Linked DNA regions of Rattus norvegicus: region 2 is linked to region 1. A link is a contact called in public Hi-C data. All regions are on one chromosome and are shown on one strand. The core of a region is the stretch at or near the end of the contact, and the rest is flanking DNA. Distances in the headings are between cores, read along the strand shown. Region 1 overlaps Scarb1 (scavenger receptor class B, member 1). Region 2 has its middle 67 kb from the start of Rpl27l5.

Region 1 (5,965 bases), core at 1,762-4,261:
AGTCATGACTGAAGCAATAAACCTTTTCACAAATTCAACACTGGCTTCTGTGACTGTTTTCTGGGCAGGGCTGGGGCTCCAGGATCCAGGCCACGACTGCCAACGTGTCTCCTGGTGTGAGGCCAGCACCGACCAGCCGCAAGTCATTTTTCCACCTCAAACCTAATGTACGTGGCTTGGGTGCACCAAGACAGGCCACCTCTGTCGTTCCTCTGTCCCATGGGGTCCCCTGGGCCTTCCTATAGTCAGGGTTCAAGGCCAAAGCACCCTTGTTACCCAAGTAACAAACCTGGGGAGTGTGGGGGGAAAGGGTTGGAAAGAAGGGTCTATCTAAGTTTTGTCCCAAGTTAAAGCAGGAATTCTCCCTGGTGTCCCTGTTTTAGAATAAAATCGTGTTTTACCCTCAAGGGACCCACTAGGAACTGGGCAAGAGGTTTTTACTGTGAACATTAAAAAATACATAGATGGGGCTGGAGAGATGGCTCAGCAGTTAAGAGCACTGATTGCTCTTGCAGAGGTCCTGAGTTCAAATCCCAGCAACCACATGGTGGCTCACAACCATCTGTAATAGGATCCGATGATTTTTCCAGTGTGTCTAAAGATAGCTGCAGTATACTCCCATACATAAAAAATAAATAAATCTTAAAAAAAATACATAAGACACTCTGGTTGCAATGGTCTGCACCCCCTTGCTTTCTTAGAAAAAAATTATTATTGTGTGTGGGTCCATGCCATGGCACAGATGTGTAGGTCAGAGGGTGACCTGCAAGAATTGGTTCTGTCTTCACCATGTGGATCCTGGGAGGTGAGGGGGGGGTGTTGAACTCAGTTCCTCCAGTTTGGCAGCAAGCTCCTCAACCCGCTGAGCCATCTCGCTGGCCCTGCACTTCTTCTTCAACTGGCACTGCTTACTTCCTGCCCTAGAGCCATTGAAAGTTTTCTTCTACCTCATATTATTCACTCCATTATGCTGTGGGACACAAACCTCTACGTGAAGCTAATATTTTTTTTTGTTTTGTTTTGTAAGACAGGTTCTACCTTTGTTAGGAAAAGTTGGGCTGGAACCTGTCATCCTCTTGCCTCTCTGCCCCAAATGCTGGGATGGCAGGCATACCCCCACCATATCCAGATTTCTTTTCTCCAAGACAGGGTTTCTCTCTGTAGCCCAGGCTGTCCTAGAACTCACTCCATAGACCAGGCTGGTCTCGAACTCACAGATCCACCTGCCTCTGCCTCCTAAGTGCTGGGATTAAAGGTGTGCACCAGATTTATTATTTCTATGACTGGGGATAAACAGCCTTTCTGTGCTACTCAGGTTGGTTGGGAACTTCTGGGCTCAAGGAATCTTCTGGCCTTATCCTTCTGCATGGCTGGGACCAGAGACATGCACCTCTGCCTGGGTTCCTTGTGACTTTCCTGGTCTGGTTTCTGTGCCTGCTTCTATTGCACCACAGACAGAGGGCAGGAGGACTCAGGCAGACACCCATGCTCAGGAGTCTGGAGGCTCAGGAAGGTTGGGTCAGGCTGGCTGGGGTTCTGGGGATGTTTGTCCCCTGCCCTGCAGGTGTCTGTGTCTTACATGGCTGCTTTTTTTTTTTTTTCTTTTTTCTTTTTTTCGGAGCTGAGGACCGAACCCAGGGCCTTGCGCTTGCTAGGCAAGCGCTCTGCCACTGAGCCAAATCCCCAACCCCTTTACTTGGCTTTTATAGGTGTGTGGAAACTCAACTCTGGCCTGGGACCTCCCTCCACCTTAATCTGTTACCAGCAAACAGAGCCCCATGCGGTCAGATCTCCTTTCACTGGGTAAGGGACTAAACACATTCAGCCCCTAACAGGACACCCCACTCTAGTCACTAGGTCTGGCCTCATTAGCCTGTCATGTTTTGCTGACTGTGGACATTGTCTCGGGCGGCCTTTTCTGCCACACGTAGTTTATGAAGTTTCCCTGCACACAGAATGGAAGAATCTATGTGCTTCTGTGAGTTTTAATGCATGGTCCTATCTGAGGACCCACTGCTCAAGTGTACACAGAGTAGGGACTGGAACTGGAGTTCAGTGGGCAGACTGTTCACCTAGCGGGCAAAAAGCTTTGGGATAGATCCCCGGCATCGAATGAACTGCGGGCAAAGGTGTGAGGTAGAGGCAAGAAGATCAGAAGTTCAAGGTCATTTCGAGCTACATCACAAGTTCAAGACCAGCCTGAGGCTATGTAAGAACTGGTGGAAGAAGAAAGTGGGGGAGGAGGGGGGAGGAGGAAGAGGAGGAGAAGGAGGAGGAGGAGGAGGAGGAGGAGGAGGAGGAGGTGTTGTGATGGTGTGATGGCACAATCCTTTAATCCCAGCACTCAGAAGACAGAGGATCTCTGTGAATTCGAGGCTAACTCGGTTTACACAGCAAGGTACAAGCCAGCTAGACTATGTAGTGAGATTCCCTCTTAAATAAAAACAAAACAACCCCCCCCCAAGCCAAAAGTAGTGAGGTGGTGGTAACATTCTTCTAATCCCAGAACTCCAGAGGCAGAGGCAGGTGGATCTCTTGAGTTCAAGGCCAGCCTGGTCTACAGAGTGAGTTCCAAGATGGCCGGGGTTACACAGAGAAACCCTGTCTCAAAACCAAAACAAAACAAAACAAAACAAAACAAAACAAAACAAAGCAGAGCAGAGCAAAGCAAAGCTTGAGGTTCAAGTTCCACTTCCCCAGCGCTACCTCCCCACCTCTATATACACACTGACCTTCCTCTCAGTGTGTAACATTTGGCAGCAGGCAAGCTCTGTCTGTTCCAAATATTCTCAGAAGGAACCAGGCAGCGGGGCGCCTGTCCAGTTGGCTGCGGGGACGCCTCCCCTGCAGAGCAGTACGCAGGGATCGGATGGCTGCCACCTATTGTCAGCCGTCAATCACCCGGGTATTTTTACCCTGTGGACCGGCACACCCACTGATCTCTCTCCACATTTATAGAAAGCCAGAGAATGGAAATAACCCGCTTGCAAAAGCTGGTTGCCCAATCTGCAGCCTTCTGGGAACTAGTGTGGGAAGGCTCCCCCATGGGTGTGTGTGTAGAAGAGGTCTGTGCTGTGCGGAGGCCCCAAAGCCCCAAAAGGGAACAGCCGCTTATAGCGCCCCCTGCTGGCTCCTGGAAAAGGATCCTTTTGGTTTGGGCTTGGGCGCGCGCTCTCTCTCTCCCTCCCTCTCTCTCTCTCTCTCTCTCTCTCTCTCTCTCTCTCTCTCTCTCTCTCTCTCTCTCTCTCTCTCTCTCTCTCTCTCTCTCTCTCTCTCCCTCCCTCCCTCCCTCCCTCCCTCCCTCCCTCTCTCTCAGGACTCGGACTCACATCCTTGTGTTTATTTCCACGTTATTAGCTGAGCTATCCCTCCAGCCCCTCCTCTTTTGTTTTTGTTTTTGTTGTTTGTTTTCTGTTTTGTTTTTGTTTTTTGAGACAGGATTCTTCTGTGTAGCCAGGCTGGCCTTGAAGTCAGAGATCCACCTGTGTCTGCCTCCCAAGTGCTGGGATCAAAGGCATTCGCCACACCTGGCTTCAAGAATTAAATTTTCAAAGAGGAAGAAGCCATGTGTCTGTGAGATGCTGGGCCTAGTTTGCCCAGAATTCTATGTTCATGTGACACACAGCCCTTAAACCTGCAGGCCCTTCAGTATCCAGTAGCTCCTAGTTCTCGGAGGATGCTCTGTACACTGTCACCACCTCCTATGCTACCAATGGAGGGTGTGTCACCTCGATCATCTCCTGCCTCACCCAGGCCTCACTTTCATCAGCTACCCTATCCCTAGTTCTCCTGCCTCCTATGGGAAGCCCTCCGTGCTGGTAAATTAAAGATGTCAACTTGACACAACGTAGAATCACTTGGGAAGAAAGGGTGAGGGAGAGAGAATCCCTCAGAGAGGAACTACACAGATCAAACTGGTCTCGGGGGGCCCATGTGTGAGTATTTGCCTTGATCGTTAATTAAAGTGGGAAGATTCACCCCGACTGTGGGCGGTGCCATTCCCTAGGCCGGGTCCTGACCTGTGTAAGAGTGAAGAAAATTAGCTGAGCATGAGCAAGCAGGCACCATGGGTGTGTCCCATTTCCTCTCTGCTCCTGACTGTGGATGTGATGTGACTCACTGCCTGAGTCCCTGCCTGTACCTCCCCGGAATAATAGACTTGAAACTGTAAGTGAAATGTCCCTTGTTTCTCCATGCTACTCTTGTCACAGAGATAGAAATGAAACTAGGATGCCCCCACCCGACCCGTGATAACTGCTCACTCAGTTTTTTCACCTCAGCACCCCTACAGTGCTTTTGTACCCCAGTTGATGCCAGGATGCTATGGAATCTTAACTCTGGTTGTTGGAGTACGGCCCCTGCCTCCAGCCCTGGCATTGTGATGGAAACTCTGGTATGTGACCCTGGAGCACGTCAACTTTTTCAGGAAATATCTGCCCGGAGCCCGCTGTGTGCTTGGCACCAGGGTCCTGGGGTGGGGTGCAGGTCTCCGGAGTCGCCCAACCAACACCCTTCCTCTCAGATGGTTTTGCTCTCCTGCTGCTTCTTTTAAGGGGCACGGCCGAGTCCCAGACCCGAGCAACCCCCACCCCTTTAAGACAGTGCACCCAAGAGGCAGTGACAGAAGCCTCGGGAATTCAGGGAATAAATGAGGTACACAAGAAGGTAGAGCCAGCCTGGGCTGCATGAGACTATTGTTAGGCAAATCAAAATGGAGCCAGACTCCTTGGTGTCAGCCCGGCATTCATGAGGCTGAAGCCAGGGGATCGTGAGTTCTAGGACAATTTGGGCTGAAGGTGAAGCCCACCTCAGGAAAAGAAAAAAAAGCAATGAGCGAAAGCCAGAGCCTCTGCAGGGGGTGGAACAGCCAAGGAGGTGGGTGGAACCTCTGCCTGCATTCGCGTTCACCACACCGTCGTGTTTTGATCTGTCCCTGGAGTATGTGGGACGGTCGGCCAGGCCGCTCCTGGCTCTCATAGGCAGCCTGGGCTTCCACTTCTGTTCTTCCCAGGAGTCTTTCTGAGATTTCGTCTGCTACAGCTTGTCCTTAAACACGTAGGTAGCTTTTCCCTATTCTGAAGACAACCCCCTCAACCCGCATCCAGTTAAAAAGAAAAAAAAAAATCCAGGACCGACTTCTGTGCAATTCCAGAACTGACCACTGGAGGGCGGGTTGCACACAAAGGATGACGCGTGGCGTCTGTAAGGTTGGCCAGTGTCCCTCGGTTCTTGGGAGGTGGAAACCCCGTCATTAACTATCCACAGACTGATTCGGGGATGGGCAACCTTAAGGAATTTTATTTTATGAGTGTTCCAGAGCGCCTCTCCCACGCCAGAAATATTTCTTTCTTAATCTTTAGAATTTGAAAGGGTCTTAACACTAAGAGGCTTGTTCAGGAGCCCCGAAACTAAAACCCAGGGCTCATGATTAGGACTTGGGCCGTGAACAGCAGTGTGGTGCAGACCTCAACAGGCTGAAGCAGGGCAACGATGAATTTGAAGCCAACCTGGGTTACATAGCAATTACTTATTTACGAAATAAATAAGAAATAAAAAGGGGCGTGTGGGCAGTCACTCCAGAGATGGGACTACAGTGAGAACGCTGGGATGCCCAGCTTCCAGGAAGCAACTATTAGGCACCTGCTGTGTGCGGAGCACTTTTCACTCTGAGGAAATGCTTAGATTCTCTCATTCAGCAAGTGACCCCGTGACTTTCTGTGTGTTGGGATCCTGCGGGGCTGAGTTCCCTAGAAGGAGAGAGCATGAGGCAGAGACTGCTGGCTAAGGGATGCCCCTGGGGAGAGGGAGTGGGCCCAGTAGCCAAGGGCAGTTGGGCAATAAAGGTTGTGGGAATAGCAAGCAGGAGCATGGAATAGCTTGAAGCAGATGTAGGTACAGAGAATGGCCACCAGGGGTCGCTGTGGTTCTAGTCAGGAAGCCGACAGCATACTCAACTACTCCAGGC
Region 2 (6,349 bases), core at 2,698-5,197, 350 kb after region 1:
CCTGGGTGTGCTGCCTTGGAGGACTTTGGAGGGTCAAAACAGGAAACCACAGCGGGGTGCACTTTTCTGTGCAGTCTGCAGCCTGTTCCCCTGTGTGGTAAGACTCCACATACAAACCCCCCTACAAGGGAAGAGGCTATTCTCGGGTGTCTTGGCTACTCAGACCCTTGGGGTGAGGGAAGAGTAGGGAAGAGGCAAGGTATCCTCTCCAGCCCTTCAGTGTCACGACACCCAAGCCTCAGACCTCTTGGGGTCACCACAGGCCTGCGTCTTGTCCCCGAGGAACAACTTGCCCTGTGCAAACCAGAGGAGACACTCTATCCCACACTCTGCAGCAACACCAGTGTCACTCAAGGGGTTCTGGGACACCGTGAGCCATTCTGTATCTCAGTGGAGGCAACGCAGAGCTGGGGAAGGTTCTGCGTGCTGAGTCACGCCTGTTGTTGGTCACGAATGGGTCTCGGTACCGGTGTGCGCCTGTGTTCCAGAGTCTCACTGGGTAAGCATTTCTTTGTGCCTGTCAGAGTCTGAAAGTAATAAACAGAAACAACAAAGAAACAAAACAAAAAAATCTCTTCTTTTCTTTAAGAATATTCTGAGAGTGGGGCCTGGGTGTGGTGGTGGCACATGCATGTTACCTCCATACTTGGAAGGTAGAGGAAGAAGGATCGGGAGTTCAAGACCAGCTATGCTGTGAATTCAGGAAATAGCCAGGACTTATGAGAGACCTCGGACGGACACACGCACACACACACACACACACACACACACACACACACACACACACACACACACAGAAACAACATTTTAGTTGAAAAGGATGTAAAAATTCTAGAATTAGCAAATGTCACCAGGATAGGCCTGGGTTGAACTGTTTATTCCCACCCCTCCCCCATTTCTAAGGTGGCATCTGGCCTTTGTCCTCCCCAGTCACCCTGTCACTGTCCTAGTGACCTGGACACTCATAAGGCAGGGCACTCTCCAGTGACTTCGTCTGAATCGAAGAGTCAGGCCAAATGACACTGTGAAATGTCCCCAGCCTAGAAACCCAGGGCAGACATTCCACCTGGATGTCAGGAACTAGAGGCTCTGGGTGGGTTCGAACCTCTGGACCTGCTGGCCTGGCGCCACACTCATCTACCATCATTAGCTCCAGAGATTTTTCTTAGTCAGCCATCCCACTGCTGAGAACCTGAGACTGTGCCTCTGGGCTCCTTCCAACTCCGTCCACCACTCTCACCCAGCAGCATCCCCCCTACCCCCTGCCCCAGGCCCTTCTAGAAAACAGCGAAGCATCCACTCCTGTGAGAATCCCAGGCTCGCCATGGGAAGTGGAATTTATGATACTCTCCTGGGTAAAAACAGTACTGCTCCTTTGCAGTGTTCCGTTGATATGCTCCAGCTAGAGTATACTTTGTTTGTTTGCGTTCATTTAAGGAAGCTACAGAAGACTGGGGGATTGAATCATCAATTGAAATTCTGAAAAGGTTTGGGTTTTTTTGGGTTTTTTTTGTTTTTTTTTTTATTTTTTTCGGAGCTGGGGACCGAACCCAGGGCCTTGCGCTTCCTAGGCAAGCGCTCTACCACTGAGCTAAATCCCCAACCCCAAAAGGTTTGTTTTTATGTCCACTGGTGTTCTGTCTGCATGTCTGTGTGGCGTGAGGGTGCCAGATCCTCTGGAACTCAAATTATAGTTGTGAATTGCCAATGTGGTTGCTGGGAATTGAACTCAGGACCTTGGTAGAGCAGCCAGTGCTCTTAACCGCTGAGCCATCTCTCCAGCCTGCAAGGATGTTGATAAAAGAAAGGCGGTGGGGACAAGCGGGGAGAAGGTTTCTTCTGGTGTTTGCCGCAGCCTCAGCTGGTTTACTGTGGAGCTGTTCAGCTGACCACTGCAGAAGCCAGGCCTCAGCTCCTGTCCCCTGTATGAAGACGAAGATTACAGAGTATGGGATGGTCTCCCTGAGAACCAGGTTAGGGCATTGTTATACTGTGGGGAAGAGCAGGGTACACTGACATCAGGGGAGCTCGAGGTGGTGGAAGAGAGGGACACTTGTGACAGTGCTCTGTGTCAAGTTAGGTGCTATTGTGTAAGGGGTATTAACGTGTTCTTCAAACGAGTGCTGGGCAGCTTGGGATCCTGAGGGATCGAACCCTGAATGGACAGCTCTTCCCAAAGATGGAGTCCAATAAATGCTAAGTGGAGACGTTAAAGCACTGGAATCAGATTTCATCATAAATATGCTAAGAAAGATGGGAACAAGCTGAGGGTGTGAGGCCCGAGTACCCTCAGGGCCAGCAATGTGGCTCAGCAGGGAAAGGTGCTTGCTGCCAAGCCTGATGACCTGAGTTCAAGCCCTGGAACCCCACGGGAAGAAGGGGAGATTCTGCTCCTACAAGCTGTTGTCTAACTTCCATTTGCAACCCATGGCATGTTTACAGACACACACGCACACGCACACACACACACACACACATACACACACAAATACACACACACACACACACACACACTAAAATTAAAAATTTCGGGGTTGGGGATTTAGCTCAGCGGTAGAGCACTTGCCTAGCAAGCACAAGGCCCTGGGTTCGGTCCCCAGCTCCGAAAAAAAGAAAAAAGAAAAAAAAATTAAAAATTCCAAGAATATTTACTGGAACAGACCAGAGAAAGCGCCTCTGAGTGACAGTTGGCTTCTGTGGAAAAGGGCTGTGGCTGCTTCCCTGATCATTGTCCCTCCTGAACTTGTACACTGCCAATGTTATTAACCTGTTGTCATTTTAATCTCCAGAGCCCAGGCCTGGACGTTAGTATGAACTCCTGATGGTGCAGTCTCGGGGACATCAGCCAATACCGTCAACATCAGCCCCCACCACTGATGACCTTTTGGCCCTCCAAGTGACGTTACAACCTGCATAGTCATTGCCCCATCCCAAGATGCACCTGGAGCCTTCTCTACCTCACAGCCCTGCACCCCATGTTGACTGATCATTCGAGGTCCTGATGTCCACTCAGGTCTGATGCTGCCCCGGGAGACAGTCTCCATCCCTTGTCAGTGGTTTGCCCCTGCTGACCTGTCAGGGGTTGAATGTGGAGACTAAAGGAGATCACGGTCAAGCAGAACCCACCACACTTTAACATTCAAGAGTTACTCCAACCTGACCTGTGACTTGGGACATTTCACACAAACACAACCCAAGTCCTATGCCCCATGGGGCCCCCACCCCAAATGCTAATCTTGTAAGAAAACTGAGATTAACAGCATTCCGGCAAATGAAAGGCCTGTCAGAAAGCTCCCAAGGGCGGTGCTCCAGCCAGCGCGCTCTGAGTCTCCGTCTCTCCTTGCAGCGTATTTTCTTAATAAATTGTCTCTGTCCATTCCTGTCTGGTGAATACTTTGACCCTCTGCCTTCAACCTGTCACTGCTCTTCCCAGTATGACAATAAATCAATAAATTCCAAATAAATTAATGAAGGGAACACCCAAGTGCCAGGTAAACACCGCCCTTGCGGTCGGTGCCTTCTAAAATCAGGAGTGGGAAGCTATGTATCGGGCGGAGTGTCACAAGGTCTCAGAACACCTCTCCTGAGGCAGTTAGAGCATACCAAGGAGAGGAGAGGGATGTAACATAGAAAAAAGTGGCTGGCACCACCTTGGCCAAGATCAAGGTCAATATCTGGGCAGTAAGGCTGATGTCATCTGCCCCAGTGTGGTGCCTGAGAGGGATGGGGGTCACCTCTGTCCGGTTCAGGCACACACATAACCTCACCGGAACAAGGGAAAATGCAGACAGAACACGTGCGCCTGTCTCAGAACTGCTGACCGACTCTCTGAGAGTGTTGAGGTCATGGAACATTGAGAAACGGCGTGGGTGGAGATAAAAAAGATACACAGGGTTCTGAATCAGATCCTAGGCCAGGGCAAGGACTTCAACAGAAAAAGGAGGGACTGCGGTTGGCAGTTTCAGTCGGAAGAATGGTGCCCATGGGTGCTCTTGATACTGAACCTTGCCCTTAACTGTGTAAGATTTCAACACTGTGGGATGTAAACAGAACCATGATTGGGCATTCTCAGCTATGCTGCACCCTGTCTGTCTGTCTGTCCATCTGCCTGTCTGTCTATCCATCCATCTATCTATCTATCTATCTATCTATCTATCTATCTATCTATCTACTGTTTGTTTTCTTTGGACTGGGCATCTCACTCCCAGGCTAGCCCATCTCACATCTCGGCTAGCCCAGGTTAGCCCAGTACTAACTCATTCATTATTCACTCTGTAACCCAGACTGGCTCTGAACTCTCAGTGATCCTCCTGCCTCAGCCTTCCTAGTAATGGGCTTGCAGGTATGTTCCCCCTGTGACCAGCTACAACATTCCATAAGGTTAGCACTACTTCAAAGCAAACAAACACCATGTAAAAAACAACAATTCAGGCCAATAGAAGACAGAGGGAACGAGGTTGGGGGTGGGGTATATATCTGCCACCTGCCCAGAGGCATTGGTTGCGGTAGTGGCTGTAGTCCCTGCTGATGGCTAGACAAAGTGAGGGGCTTGGAGGAGGGCACTTCAGGCTCAGGCACAGGCAGCTGAACATGAGCTAGTGACAAGTCTAGATCCGGGTGGTGACCATAGCAGGCACGACTGTCAAGGGCAGCTGAGAAACATTTAGAAGCTTTGAGTTTTGATTTTTATCTCCCTTCTTGCCTTTCCAAACACATTCCAGTACAACCCAAAATACACGGTCACTCCATGTGGCCCCATCTCCCCTTGCTGGAGGACCTGTAGGTTTTGTCATGACTCCTGAGACATCTCCTGGTCCCCTTCAGAACCGTCCCACCAGCAGAGAGAGAACAGAGGTGTTCAGAATAAAGCTCTGTCTTAAACTCAACAGGGTGACAGCAGATTAAAAACAGAAGGGAAGAAAGTCTCCGAGCTTCAGTGACATCACTCACAGAGCTCCAGCCCCAGGCCCTGTTAAGATGGGAGGGGAAGTCCCCTCAGTACTGTACCTGAGAATGTGTCACAAGGTACCATCCTAGCAGCAGGGGACTCTTTCTGGGTAGCCTTCCCCCTGGGAGAGCTCCCTCTTTGTGGGTCCAAGGCTACACTGATTTGGGGAAAAGGAGATAAACCCCAGATGCCTTTTAATGATTGTTCTAGACCCTTCCTTCCAGGCCTCGTGGCTAAGTAAGTGTTGGAAGAATCTTTAAATTCCACCAGCACTAATGAGGAGACAAAAGAACTCAGCCCCCCACTTTCTTCTCTCTTTCCTCCTTTGCTAGGATCACTGAGGAATTCAACATTGCTTTCATTTACAGCAGAAGTCTAGTCTATTAAAAACTCAGGCACCCCTTTGTGAAACTCACACTTCCCCATATCTTAGGGCCTGACAGCATTACTTCGTTGATTTAATTAAATTGGGGGGTGGGGTGATAAAAGTTGCCTTGGGTCCACTCTGGATGGGAAAGGGTTTTATGACTTGTGAAGAATGTGGCAGGAGCTGGGAAGCTGATGGCTCAGTCTGGGAAGCACTTTCCAAGCAACAGTGAGGGCCTGAGGTTGATCCTTAGCACCTGTATAAAAGCTGGGTGTTCTGGGGAGGGAGAGACAGGAGGGTCCCCAGATCTCACTAGCCAGCAGGTCTAGCCAATCAGTAAGGAAGGCTCAGGTTCAGGGAGAGACCCTGTAGAAAAAAAAAAAAAAGGGTGAGGAGTGAACACCGGACTTTGACTTCTGACCTCCACATCTACATGTAATACACGCTTGCCCATACACACACACACACACACACACACACACACACACACACACACACACACACAGAGAGAGAGAGAGAGAGAGAGAGAGAGAGAGAGAGAGAGAGAGAACAGAGATATGAAGTAGAAAGTCAGATGACTGCTTGTGTAGACGCGTCATAGATGAGCCCTTAAGACCTGGGACAACACAGGTTAAGTCAGGTTGAAATCCTTAAAGACCACATGTTAGCACCAAAAGAATTCCTCAGGAACGTGATTTCAGTTTCCCTCTGGAGATCCACCTGCTGCTGGACTCTCAAACCGTGGGTGCAGACAAGGCTCCTTCCAGGCAGGAGGGACCCACAGAGCCAGAGGCACAGTAATTGTCATAGGTTAAGGGACACATTGGGAGCCTCTCCTCTTCAAAACTCTGGCACTGGAGCTGCCATCTTGTGACCACTGTGGAGAGTGCCATTGGGGTGGCCACCAAAAAGAGACCTGGCTCACCAAGGGAGTCTGGAGGCAAGGGTTAGAAAGGCAAAGGCCTGAACAATAGTCAGTCAAGTACAGTCCAGTTGTGTCAAATACGGCAGTGAATTCTCTCAGTGGTTAGCCC

What was found. Hi-C and Micro-C count contacts between places; a contact is called where the count stands out from the background.
Region 2: a contact with region 1 is called in a Hi-C map of liver, with 5 times the contacts expected there. The contact joins two enhancer-like sites. A contact is called at or near these places in 8 of 12 Hi-C or Micro-C datasets (the Rat2 cell line, Schwann cells, frontal cortex and 4 more).

What each region holds. Positions count from the first base shown.
Region 1 is chr12:37,023,945-37,029,909 of GRCr8, forward strand. It overlaps Scarb1 (scavenger receptor class B, member 1), which reads left to right. Exons shown (of 13, transcript NM_031541.2): 13 at 1-38. LOC120095963 (a long non-coding RNA gene) reads right to left here. Exons shown (of 3, transcript XR_005491951.2): 3 at 5,271-5,965. Among named protein-coding and RNA genes, the nearest start is that of Scarb1, 69 kb to the left of the region's middle. Within about 2 kb of position 3,012, at least 35 of the 93 cell types and tissues checked have an H3K27ac peak or open chromatin away from gene starts, as enhancers often do. A contact at or near this core is called in liver, where this site is marked.
Region 2 is chr12:37,370,919-37,377,267 of GRCr8, forward strand. No RefSeq gene overlaps it. Among named protein-coding and RNA genes, the nearest start is that of Rpl27l5, 67 kb to the right of the region's middle. Within about 2 kb of position 3,948, at least 5 of the 93 cell types and tissues checked have an H3K27ac peak or open chromatin away from gene starts, as enhancers often do. A contact at or near this core is called in liver, where this site is marked.